Linked DNA regions of Mus musculus: region 1 is linked to region 2. A link is a contact called in public promoter capture Hi-C data. All regions are on one chromosome and are shown on one strand. The core of a region is the stretch at or near the end of the contact, and the rest is flanking DNA. Distances in the headings are between cores, read along the strand shown. Region 1 has its middle 140 kb from the start of Adcy1. Region 2 holds the start of Ramp3 (receptor (calcitonin) activity modifying protein 3).

Region 1 (5,874 bases), core at 1,993-4,492, 270 kb before region 2:
CTCCCACAAATGTCCCTCCCAGGTTCATGTGCTTTTTTTTCTTTCCTTTTCTTTTTTAAAACCCACTGAATGAGAACTCATTCCTCTTGGCTGAGCTGTAGTTTCCTGGGCTCCGGCTAATTTTCATTGTCACTATGACGTGACCTGAAGTTATTTGGGAAGGTTCCTCAGTTCAGGAACTACAAAGACAAGATTGGCCGGTGGCCATGTCTGTGGGAGTTGTCGTGATTGTTAACTGGTGTTGGTGGGCCCAGCCACTGTGGGTCACACTATTCCTTAGGCAAGTGGTCCTGCGCTGTGTAAGAAAGCTACCTAAGCAGAAACCTGTCAGCCACCTGGGAGTATCCTCCATGGCCGCTGCCTTGCTCCTTTGAATGTGAAGGGAGTTACTTGATTGGAAGTAATATTGTGTGGAATAAAAGAGAGCTGTCTTCAAGTTCCTGCCTTGACTCCCCTCAAAAAAAAATGGACTCTGTCGTAGAATTTTAAGCCAAATAAACCTTTCCTGACCTAAAGTTGCCTTTGGGAAGGATGAAACTAGGAAGCCCTGGTCCTCCTGCTAATAGAGTCCCATGGTTTCCCACCTGACTAGGAAGGATGGTTCTCGAGACATCACCCCACTAAATGTTCTGTTCATACGCACCTCAAAAACTTTGTTTTCATTCCAACTTTTAAGTTGACAGTTGCATTTCCCAATATGTCAAATGCTTTCTGTGGAATAAACTTCTCAGGCCTTTAGAGAGACCCTACAAACTAGATGGGAAATATTCTATCAACTCATTTCCTACTTAAAGCTCTTTAGTGTTGTTATTGCCTTGTTTTGTTTTGCTTTGCTTTTTTTCAAGACAGGGCTCCTCTGTGTAGCCCTGGTTGTCCTAGAGCTCTCCCTGTGGCCCAGGATGGCCTGTAGCTCAGAGACCCTGCCTTTGCCTCCCAAGTGCTGGATTAAAGAAAAGCAGGAGCCACCAGGCCCAGCCTCTTTAAAACTCTTACTATCTACCTGAGCTTCATTTTTAAGCCCACCCCCACCCCCCGCACCTTTTTTTTGCAACAGGAGATCAGGGAGTGACAGACATGGCTTTACCTGCAGCAGAGAATCTGGAGACATCCATGGACGATTGATCTGGACCCAGCCAGTCACTGTAACAGTCAGGGCTCTCACAATGCCATCTCCACGAGCCTCTCCCGGTGCGTTCTGGATGCTTCTCCTTCACGTGATGTGTTCCTGACATGACTGCCAACTTTGAAGCCAAAACTTATTTTCCTTTCAGGAAGTGGCAAGCTGATGCCTGCTGTCAGGGACACTATGTGGGCCTTAATTTCACTCCTATGTAGAAGTTGGGGGCTCTTCACTCAACACTTGGTTAGCCAAGCCTAAGACAGCTTCTAAAGGCACAAGGTGGCAATCTGCCTACCTTACCCCAGCATGTTCTTATGTGCCATTTGTAAGGAAGCACTATCGCTGAAAATCTGGCTTCAAGACAACAGGGAATTGCCAAGGGGAGCCTGGGCCCTGTGGACCCTGTTGTATATGTATCCTTCCTTCCCTGTGAAGGGGTGCTTTAGGAATTCTTGCCCCTGCCACACGATTCTATCCTGACTCTTTCAGGGCTTTGCCTCATCACCTACTTCTAAGGATTTCCCTTGAACTTCTGCTGTAAAGAATCTGCAAAGCGGTGGACCTCTTCATTCTCTCTTGAATAGTAATCATAATGGAGGTAACAACAAAACAAAACAAAACAAAACAAAACAAAACAAAACAAAACAAACCCAAATGACTGGGGGCCATAGCGGCCTCCACGTTAGCGTCTCAAGATCAAAGTGGCCTTTCTAGACTAGCAAGGCGCGCTGCCATTTGATTGCACCTCCCTGTCACGTCAAGACAGATTGTGCCCGCAGAGCTAGAGTGGCTTCATAATTTATGATGCTCACTGCTGTGGATAATAGACTGCCACAGCTCTTCAGTTGGCATTAGTTCTCTGAGGGCGGGGTGGCCCCCTGTATGTAAATCGTGGTCCCCACATCCATATGCACTATGAAAAGAACTTGATCCCTGCGGTGGCAGATGTCACCTTGCTCAGTGGGAACCTCTGTCTCTGAGAGGTTTCCTAAGTAGATATACATCTTTGATGGGGGCATTAATACTGCATGAGCTTGGGAATGTTGCTTAAGGGCAGAGTTTTAGTTTCCAGTCCCCATTAAAATTCATGTGCAAATTATTTGGGGGAAGTTTTAGGTTCGTAGCCCATTAGTAACTACAGAAACGGCTTTCTTGCATGTGCCACGAGGAAAGGCACCTGCATGGCCAGCTCTATAGAGTGGAGGTTATAGCTTCAGAGCTTATGTTTCAGGAGCAGTCGTTTACTATCATGAAGCTGAGGAACTCTGAAAGAAACATGCTCTTGAAAATATACATATAAGGAATACATGAATCCCTGATTCTGGAAGGTTAAGACTGACACTTAAAGAAGTGCTAGGTCTGCTGTGGTTCTGTCCCAGACATCAAGGGATACCTGCTAGGGAGTTCATGTCACCTTAATAGGCCTCATGAATGCCAGCCCGTGTCTGTTACAGGGGCAATGACTCAAATCCAACTAAACCACAAATATTTATGGTGTCTTTGTTCCCTGTCAGATACAACGTTGCCACCGGGCATTTGGATGGATTAGATATAGCCCTGGCCTTAAGGAAGACTCTAAGCCTGTGGAATCCAGTGACCAGAAGCAGAAAGTGCTGTCGTGTGTGGGTGCCAACTCCACTCTCTTCGTCCTGGTCTAGATTAGCCGCGTCGCCCCAGCTAAATATGAAAAAGGGGTGTACGACTTACTTACTTTCCTGTCGCTGTAATAAAACTCTGTAACCAAAAGCAACTTACGGAGAAAGAGTTTGCTTTAACTTGTGGCTCTAGAGGGTAAGAGCTCATCATGGCTGGGCATCAGGCAACACATGGAGGGCACAGAGAAGGAAGCAAAGAACTCCCATCTTCAATTGGAGGAGGCACAGAGCAGAGTAACCTAGAAACAGGGTGAAGCTTACAGCTCCAAAACCTGCCCCCAGCGGTATGCCTCCTCCAGCAAGGCAGCACCTCCCAGACCTCCTCAAACAGCCCTCCACTGGGGCCCAAGGACTCACATGCCTGAGATGATGGGGGCATCTCAAAGGGTACCCTCATACCTTCTGGTCGAGCAGCCTTGTAAATGCAAGACATGGAAAGCAGTGGGCGGGGCCCATATTCCTCAGGCACGGCCTCAGGCTCCCTAAAGAGGGGGAAGCAGAGCGTTAGGAAGACCTTGAAATCACAGGCCCTTTATATACATAAAGATGTCCCGAAGCGAGCCAGGGAGGACATCCCTTCTCTCCCTCCCTGTGTGTTCCGGTCATGTTCTCAGCTACACCGCTGGATGAGAGGCACTGGTACCAGGCTCCCCCCCACCCCCATTCCCCTTTCCAAACATGAACACAGGCTGCATGATGAGATGGCCTCTCAGTCAGGTGGTGTGTGGCTCCCAAGCCTGTCTTCCAGGGCGTCCCGCCTCTCAGGCTCCCTCTTTCCTCTGACCTGTGCACTCTGATTGTCAGGTTATTTGTCCACCACTCTGTTAAGAGTGTGTCTTTAGTGGCTGTCAGTGCAAATGGTTCTTTTCCAACAGCTGTGGCAAGCATTTGCACCACGTGAAGAAGCGATTTCCAAAAGGCCTGGTTCACACCCTCCCTGGATGTTTTAACCAGGATTTCTAATCTCTGAGGAAATTCACCTCAGTAACTGTTTGACTGGAACACTCTACGAACGTCTTTCTTAAATCAATATTGACGACACCGCACTAATTTTCTCAGCATTTAATAACTGGAAGTTTTGAACCCGTTTCACCTCGCACGGGAGTCCTGCGTTTTGTTTTGACTTAACCTTCTTGAAGCCAAAGAGGAGACTTAACGCACCCTGCCCACCATGCTAGCGCTAATCCCCTCCTCTCATACCCCCAGCAGAGGCCTCAACTGTGACTCAGTGGGGCTCTAGTTTCTCCCACAGAGACTAGTCCTGGGATCTATCACTGTGGCAGCTGGGCCCCTCTGTTCCCACTGAGTTCAGTGGAAATCTGTCCTCTTTATTCTGTCACTTTCATTTCTGTAACTCAACGTAAGCCAAAGTAGGTGGCTCCTCCCCGCTGCTTGCTTCCCCTCCCCTCATTCCTCTCCCCTCACTGTAATCTAAGCCAAGCTGGGGGGAGGGGGAGGAGGCCTCCCGCCTGTCTCCTGGTTCTCCTCTGCAAGTGTTCTCTAAGAACTTACAACTTTCCGGCCTGTGTATGGGTATAACCAGCACGTTTGATTTTATCTGCTTCTTGTGTCCTCCTTGCATTAGTCAGGCCAGGCATCCATGACAAACACCAACACAGAGACACCTTCAACCCAGAGGCCTGGACAGACTCCCTCTCCATGGCTGCCTGCAGGTGGCTTCTTGCCTCCCTATGTCCCCTCTGAACGCCTAGTTCCTAGTCTGCACTTACTATATCAGGATATCAGTAAGGCTAGATTATCCCCCAATTTTAGCTTGGTTTTCTCTCTAAGGATATGCCTTTCGAAGCACAGTCCACATAGGAGCCCTGAGCTGAAGACTCTCGTCTGTGACTTTGGAGGACTACTTCTTCACCCCAGGACCTGGTTTTCAACCTCCTTCCCAATACACAATATTATCAGACTTTAATTTTGGCACATAAAAGAGACAAAATAGAGGTCTTTCTGCTTTTCATTACCATGTTGCTAAGTGATAACATAGAAACTTGATTTTTTTTTTTCCTATACTGCTGCACAGGCAACAGAATGCTACATCTTCGTGTTGGTTACTTTTCTACTGCCATGATAAAAATGCCAGGACAAAAAGCAATGTCTGGAACAGAGTTTGTTTTGGCTTAAGGTTCCCCAGGGATAAGATTCCATCATGGTGGGGAAGCATGTGGGCAGCAAGCAGCAGCCATGACAGCCAGGGCCAGAAACTGAGAGCTCACATTCTCAACCACAAGTACAAGGCAGAGAGAGTGACCTCGCAGTGGCATGAAGTTTTAAACTCTCAACCCCGTCCCCCAGTGACCTGTTTCCTCCAATGTCTCATCACTGTTCTGTGGCTATGAAGAGGCACCATGACCATGGCAACTCCGAGACAAGAAAGGATTTAATTGAGATGGGCTGTCAGTTTCAGAGGTTCGGTCCATTCTCATCATTGTAGGGAACATGGCAAGACACAGGCAGACATGCTGCTGGAGAAGTAGCTGAGAGTTCTACATCTGGATTCCTAAACAATAGGAAGAGAAAGCCCATGGGCCTGGCTTGGGCTTTTGAAAGCCCAAAGCCCGCCCCCAAAGACACATTTCCTCCAACAAAGCCATACCTACTCCAACAAGGCCACACCTTCTAATCCTTTCAAACAGAGCTACTCCCTGATGACTAAGCATGTTAATAAATGAGCCTATGAGGGCCATTCTTATTCAAACCACCACTTCAATGGGTTGTCCCCCCATAACACCTTCCAAACAGTGCCACCAGCAGTGCTGAGCTTATGAGAGACACTTCCCATTCAACACCAAACTCATGTGTGGTTCTTTTCCCACCAGAAACCAGTCTGTTCCGCAGGTACCAGTCAGGTATCATCTTACCTAACTCAGTTCTAATGCTATCTGTCTATAAGTAAGTCACAGACTCAGTCCCACCAAATGGTCAAAAATCCAAGTTCACAGAACTCAGGTGTCTTAGTCAGGGTTTCTATTCCTTCACAAACATCATGACCAAGAAGCAAGTTACGGAGGAAAGTGTTTATTCAGCTTACATTTCCACATTGCTGTTCATCACCAAAGGAAGTCAGGACTGGAACTCAGGCAGGTC
Region 2 (6,505 bases), core at 2,522-5,021:
ACACTCCTCCATCACACACACCAGGTTGGTCAGAATCCAAGGTCTTGCTCAGCCCTTCCTCCATGACTTTACCACCCTCAGCCACGTGAACCCAGCTACCTAAGGAGGGGTGGGGAGTCTCTCACCATACTCCTGCCGCCCAGCTCTGCCTCTGGACACCCCCATGTGTCCCAGTTTTCACATTTTCCAGCATTTTTATGTGCCCCAGAAGCCCTACATACCCCAGAACTTCCATGTGCCCCAGAAACCCCACACCACCAAAATCTCTGTGTGCCCTGGACCCCTCCATGCTCCCATAATGTTCAGATGCTCCAGAATCTACATACACCCCAAAATCTCCATGTGCCCCAGATCTCTGACAATCCCAGGATCTCCAAGGATCCCCAGATTACTGTGATGGCTAGAATCTTTGCCTGTTCCCAGAAGCCTGGTTTACCCCTGAGCCCCTCAGGGCATGACACAGCAAGAGTCTGTCCCATGCAGGTGTGAGGTGCCATGAAGACTGTGTGCCACCCTCAAGCAGACCTGCTGACTTCCCTGCCCTGATCAGGAGTGTTTCGAAATGCTCTGGGCCCACACTAGACAAGCACAGGGTCACAGGCAGTGCCCTCCCAGGGGACCCCAGTTAGTCATCACTTCAGATGCATACAAAGCTAAAAGGGCTTCCAGCGCCACCCCACAACCCACCCAAAATAACAGCAGTCTTGAGTAAAGACCCTGACCCCTGGGACTCCATGAAAGTGGGTCACCGCCACTCAAGCTACTGGCTGATCTGTAAAGTTCTCAGGAACTAAATCAAAGTAGAAATCCATTCTGGATGGCTCTGTTCCGAAACAAAGAACACTCAGCCCCGTGCATCTTTTGTCTCAGTGACTTCCAGATGCCGAGAGATGATAAACAGCCGGACAGATGCATTTCCTAGAGAACGGCCCTTTGTCTTCAGTCATCTGGAAATGAACCCAGGCGCCTTCATCCTCTGTGGAAATAAGCATCAACAGACTGGGGCACAAAGGCCGTGGACGCTGGCACTGGGGGCTGCGGTCTCTAGGGCGCAAAGGCCGTGGACGCTGGCACTGGGGGCTGCAGTCTCCAGGGCGCAAAGGCCGTGGACGCTGGCACTGGGGGCTGCGGTCTCTAGGGCGCAAAGGCCGTGGACGCTGGCACTGGGGGCTGCGGTCTCTAGGGCGCAAAGGCCGTGGACGCTGGCACTGGGGGCTGCAGTCTCTAGGGCGCAAAGGCCATGAACGCTGGCCCTGGGGGCTGCGGTCTCCAGGGCACAAAGGCGTGGATGGATGGCACTGGGGGCTGCAGTCTCTAGGGCACAAAGGCCGTGGCTGGCTGGCACTGGGGGCTGCAGTCTCTAGGGCAGTTCTCTCCCTTCACCTGAACCCCCATCCGGGAAATGGGCCAAATGACCTCCAAGGCAGCTCCAGTACTAAAGATTCTGTTTAACAAACCACCTTCTTCAAGACCTTAGGTCTCCAGCACTGCTTGCCACCTGCTTGGCTCAAGGTGAGTGTGACAGGTGACAGGGAGGCAGAGCGCATTACTATATAACTCATGATAAAAATTGGGGCACTGTGTTCACATTCCCAGACACACATGTGGGCACACACGCGCGCACACATGCGTGCACACACAGATCCCGGGTGCTCTCACTCATGGTGACAGGAACACATATACCAGGAGCGGCCTCTGCTTTTCCATGAGCATTTCGGCTCCACCACAGAGTGACTGGGCCAAACTTAACTGACTCAAGCCAGTCCGTACAGCAGCACTCCACAGCTACACTCAGGCCAACAACAGGGAAACTGAGGCTAAGAGCCAATAGGTGGATACCTACCTGCTGGACTCCTCATCCCAGGACCCTGAGAAGCATCAAAGTGTCCCTGTAGAGTACGTTAGAATTTCAAGGAAGCCCCACAGGCCGAGACCTTTATTGTTTGGAAACAAAGGCTCTCCTGATGCTGTTCTCTACAGTGACTAGGCTCAGAATCTAGAGTTCCAGACATCACAGTGTCAACAAAGCATAGGTGGCAGTCAGCGTTCCTGGGAGCTAGGAAGCTCAGCTCATCCCTTGCAGAGCTCAGACCCCACCTTGGCCAGACTGCGTGTGACAGTACATGTTTCATCTCTGACTCCCGGGCTGGCCAGACTCACTGTAGCCAGGTCTGTGAGAAGGCTGAACCTGACCGGCCACTAAGAAGCCTGGTCCCATGGGTGAGGACAGTGGGGACTTCCACAGTAGGATAGGGAGGTGGCTGTTGGGGACTGTGGGGACTTCCACAGTAGGATGGAAAGGTGGCCATTGGGGACCAGGATTGCTACAATTTCATGAGGTTTCTGTCTGTGTTGCTTCCCAGTTCCATACTAGAAACAGTCAGGAGAGACATGGTTTCCTTCCAGATAAACTCTGGACCTCCTTCCTCTAGAAACCAAACTCCTCACCAGGGGAGCCTTGCACTGGAGGCTTGCTGAAATCCCAAAACAGCTCACTGCCTTCTGGAGGTGGTCACAGTCCCAGCCTTCAACATAAAACTACCCCAGCCTGAGCGCCCACTGTAGAACACGAAAAATGGTCTCACTCTGTAAGCAGAGACCTCTTCAAAGGGAGAGAACTAATTGTTGAGTCTGGCCCACCTCTGTCCCAACTCCCAGACCGCATCCCAAGTCATCAACACTGAGGAAGACACTACAAACAGGTCCAACTTCATCTTACAGCCAAGGAGGCTGAACCAGGAGAGTAAGGAAAACTCGGGACCATGGCCCTGGAGGACAGAGCCCCTCCACCTGGAGGGAGGATAGAGCCCCTCCTCCTGGAGGACAGAGCCCCTCCTCCTGGAGGACAGAGCCCCCTCCTGCCAACAGCTTCCCTCACAGTTCTAGCCAAGCACTGGCCTTGCCCAGCAAGCCCTCTCCTATCAAACCCTTCCACAGGCACTCATGCACACACATGCCCACACAGGCACACAGATACAATCAGGCACACCCAGAGCCACAGGTACATGCATACATGTGTGTACACAAGCATATACACATACACATACACATACATGTATCCTCTTATTTATCCTTGGGTAACTTCTTCAGTAAGATACTTCACTTTTTATTCTTTGAAATTTTACATATGTATACAAAGTATTTTGAGCATATCCACTCCTACTCTCCCCGCCCCATTAAACTCCCTCAGGCTCCTTTAATATGTCTCCCTACTAACTTTATTCCCTCCACACCCCTTTCAAAACAAGCTTAATATTTATCCCATTTCTATCTTGTGAAAGCAATGTTTCTCCCTGAGTCCGATTTTCTCACTGGAAAAGGATTCTAGCTACCTGCACCTGTGTGCCATGTGCCCGGGGCAGGATGGGAAAGAAACTCACTACCTCACCAAAGACCCTTCCCTGGACCCCAGAATATCTCTACCCCACAGGGAACTGTGCAGCCCTTGCAGCTCAAAGCCTTTTCCCTCAGCTCTTCTAAGGTTGGAGGAGTTATGAAGACCCTCCACAAAACCTGCAGGATGTGCTGGAGTCAGCGTGCCTGTGTCTTTTCCAAACTCTGGGGGGGGGGGGGGGGGGGGAAGAGCGCAGCCTAGGCTGGACGCGGGAAGGAGAGAGTCCGCGTGGGTCCCAAGGACCCGAGGAGATGGAGTACCCCGACCCAAATGTCTCCTTACCACAAAGCAGCAACAACAGTGGAAGAAGGTGCAGCCGCTGTGCTGGGGTCTTCATGGCCAACTAAGATGCAGCCGGCTTGCAGCAACAGCGACATTCGGAGGTAAGAGGCTTGGGGCGGGACCAGGGCGGGACCTCGGAGAGCCCCAACCCAGGCCACGCCCCCACCCCGCCCCTGACTCCCTCCGTTGCCTAGAATTCTCAGCTTCTCTCTGGAGGGGCAGGTGGTGGGGACAGGAGGTGGGGGTCGCGTTGGGATATAGACTGGAACAGAGGAAGGGGAAGTGCAGTCGGGTGGGAGAGCCAGTCCAGCGTGGCGGGAATGGAGAAGGGGTTCTAACCGGAAGACTGCAGGTTTGGTCTGGGGATGAGCCGGATTAACCTCAGTGTCAAACTGGGAAGCAAGCTGGAGAAATGAAGGGAGTTATGCAGTACAGGTTGATAGAGGGGAGCCAGGCAGAAGACAGACAAGAGGTTGAACTCGGAGAAACCCGGGGTTCATCCTTGCAGGTCCTGTGGGACCCCCCTAAGCCAGGCACATAAATTTAAGCAGAGACAAGTCTGAGAGCCCTGCCTGTCTCCAAGGGACAGAGAAGGGCATGAAGTGGGTTGCTGAGCAGATGGGGGGGGGGGGGGCATTCTTCCAGACTGAGGCACTGGGGAGGGGAGCTTGGGTGTGCACACATGCAAACACAAATGGCTAAGTCTGAAGCTAACTGAGGGCAGGCGGGTCAGTGACGGGGCCTCCAAGGACCTGGCTTCTGGAATCAGCAGGTAGAAAGAAAAGAAAAGGCCTCAGTTTCTCCCACCATAGACTACATCTGTCCCTCAAGCCCAGGACAGCTTCCTGTTCCCAATGTTGGGACCACTCCTCAGAAAGAGAAAAGCAGACCTCTTTGTCCTCCAAAGCTTATTGTCCCCCAGGAAAGCACTTGCTGGTCTGAGAGCTAAGGCCCAGACCTGGGAGGATGGCTTTCCCCACCTAAACAAGCACTTCTGTCTCCCACGCCCCATCACTGAGCTCAGCTCACCTTTCCTGACCTAGAAAGGCTCACTACAACTTTCTGTGAATTTTCACTGAGAAAATTCTGGTCGAAGCCAGAAACAAAAACAAACAAGCAAATAAACAAACAAAACCCTGTAACTACTTTAGGGCTGAAGAGATGTCACAGTGGTTAAGGGCACTTACAGGGGACCTGGGTTTGGTTCCCACAGGTACTGGAGGTAGCGCATGATCATCTGTATCGCCAGCTCCATGGGATCCAGTTCGTTCTGGCCTCTGAGGGTGCCGCACGCAATTGTGCACACCCATACATATAAACCAAAGAAATCTTAAAGATTAAAAAAAATAGCATTTTTAAAAACCAGTTAGCAAAGAGAACCTAGGAAGCCTGGGCTTGCTACAGCAATAACAAAGGAGTCTAATTAAAAGTAAAACTGATTTAACTTGGTCAGTCATCCTCCTTCAAGAGGGGCCAACATCTAGGCCATTATCCCTGCCCCTGTGCTAAGGGGAGGGGGCGCTAATCAGGACAAAAAGGATAAGCCAGCAGGTTGCTCTTATAGAGGGCTGATTGTCCCACAACCTGAAGTCAGAAACGGGAAGGCAGACTCTGTACCACCTTGACTATCGTCAGCAATGACGAACGCACACCTCGGGTGGGCACTACTCGGGCAGCTGAATGCAGGACCTGCTCACTGGCTCTGCTGTGGAGAAAGCTCACTCAGTCCACAGAGGTGAGTCCCAACACCTCAGCTACACAGGGCTGCCCATGCCCCTGGTATGCCCCAAGGGCCTCTAATCCTGCTGAGCCGCAGCCTATGTCACACCTTCAAAGCAGATGAGGAAGGACGGTACCAAAGGGAGGTCAGTGCCATAGCCACCATTCAGCCTTCCTGACGTAGGGACCGCCCGCTCTTCCCATCCCCCTCCCTCCCGGGCCCCCGGGCCCTGGCTAGGCTGCACATGTGGCATGGTACAGAACTGTCTCCTTCACTCGGAGTCACGGCTCCTCTCTCCAGACCTGTCCAGATCCTGCTCTCTATTCTACATAATGACTGACTGACCCCTGGGACCCCAGCGGTGTCAAGCAGGACAGTGTGAGCCAGGGCTGGTCAGAGCCAAGCTGCCTTTGACAGTCTGTCCACCACAGAGATCCTGTGACCATAGGGATACAGGGCTGAGAGACAGAATTCCCTCTCGGAGATAGCAGTCACTGTGGAGAAGCCTCTGAGGACATGACAAGGGACTCATGGCTGTCACAGACTCCCATTGCTCTTCCACAAGATCCTGACTCCTGGCCTGAAGCAGGCATCCGTCTCTGATGGCTGTGACCCTCAGGCTCAGCGGCAGTAAGTGATTAATAACATGGAGCACTCATTTCCTTGCTCAGCACTCGGTAGGGCTGGCTTGGGGGAAAACCCAAGCTGTGTACGGCATCCCTAGGGTAGAGAGCTTACCTGATGGTCCAGACCCGACAGGAACATGGTTGAGGATAGGGCTTGAGCAATGCCAACCAAACCTGCCCCACACACTAGAGCAGGACGAATTCCCCTGCCCTAGGGTTTTCGGCAGGTGAGGTGATGAACACACTAGAGATGAAGATGGGTTGTCCTGGCAGAACAGGACCTGAGGAAGTGAAGCATGGGGCTGGAGCGAGACCACTCGGCTGGTGCCTAAAGTCAGAATGTCCGTGAGCTGGAGCTCTGTAAATGTCAGAAATGCTGGCCATCTGCTGGGGCCATCACTCTGAGGACAAGAGCATATTAATTGATGAGCCTTGGAACTCCTGGAGCCACCGTGGGTCAGGAGGCCCCACAATAGCTACTGC

Evidence for each region. Promoter capture Hi-C pulls out the DNA fragments that hold promoters and counts their contacts.
Region 1: a promoter capture Hi-C map of second pharyngeal arch cranial neural crest shows a contact between it and region 2, with 3 times the contacts expected there. The contact joins the enhancer-like site here to the promoter of Ramp3 in region 2. A contact is called at or near these places in 4 of 39 promoter capture datasets (embryonic stem cells, maxillary cranial neural crest, second pharyngeal arch cranial neural crest and 1 more), 6 of 484 Hi-C or Micro-C datasets (embryonic stem cells, nephron progenitors and stem cell-derived epiblast-like cells) and 1 of 9 other capture datasets (embryonic stem cells).

The regions. Positions count from the first base shown.
Region 1 is chr11:6,922,364-6,928,237 of GRCm38.p6, reverse strand. No RefSeq gene overlaps it. Among named protein-coding and RNA genes, the nearest start is that of Adcy1, 140 kb to the left of the region's middle. Within about 2 kb of position 3,242, at least 21 of the 459 cell types and tissues checked have an H3K27ac peak or open chromatin away from gene starts, as enhancers often do. A contact at or near this core is called in second pharyngeal arch cranial neural crest, where this site is marked.
Region 2 is chr11:6,655,799-6,662,303 of GRCm38.p6, reverse strand. Ramp3 (receptor (calcitonin) activity modifying protein 3) reads right to left here and starts at 3,771. Exons shown (of 3, transcript NM_019511.3): 1 at 3,677-3,771. The coding sequence starts at 3,731. It also overlaps the pseudogene Gm11978.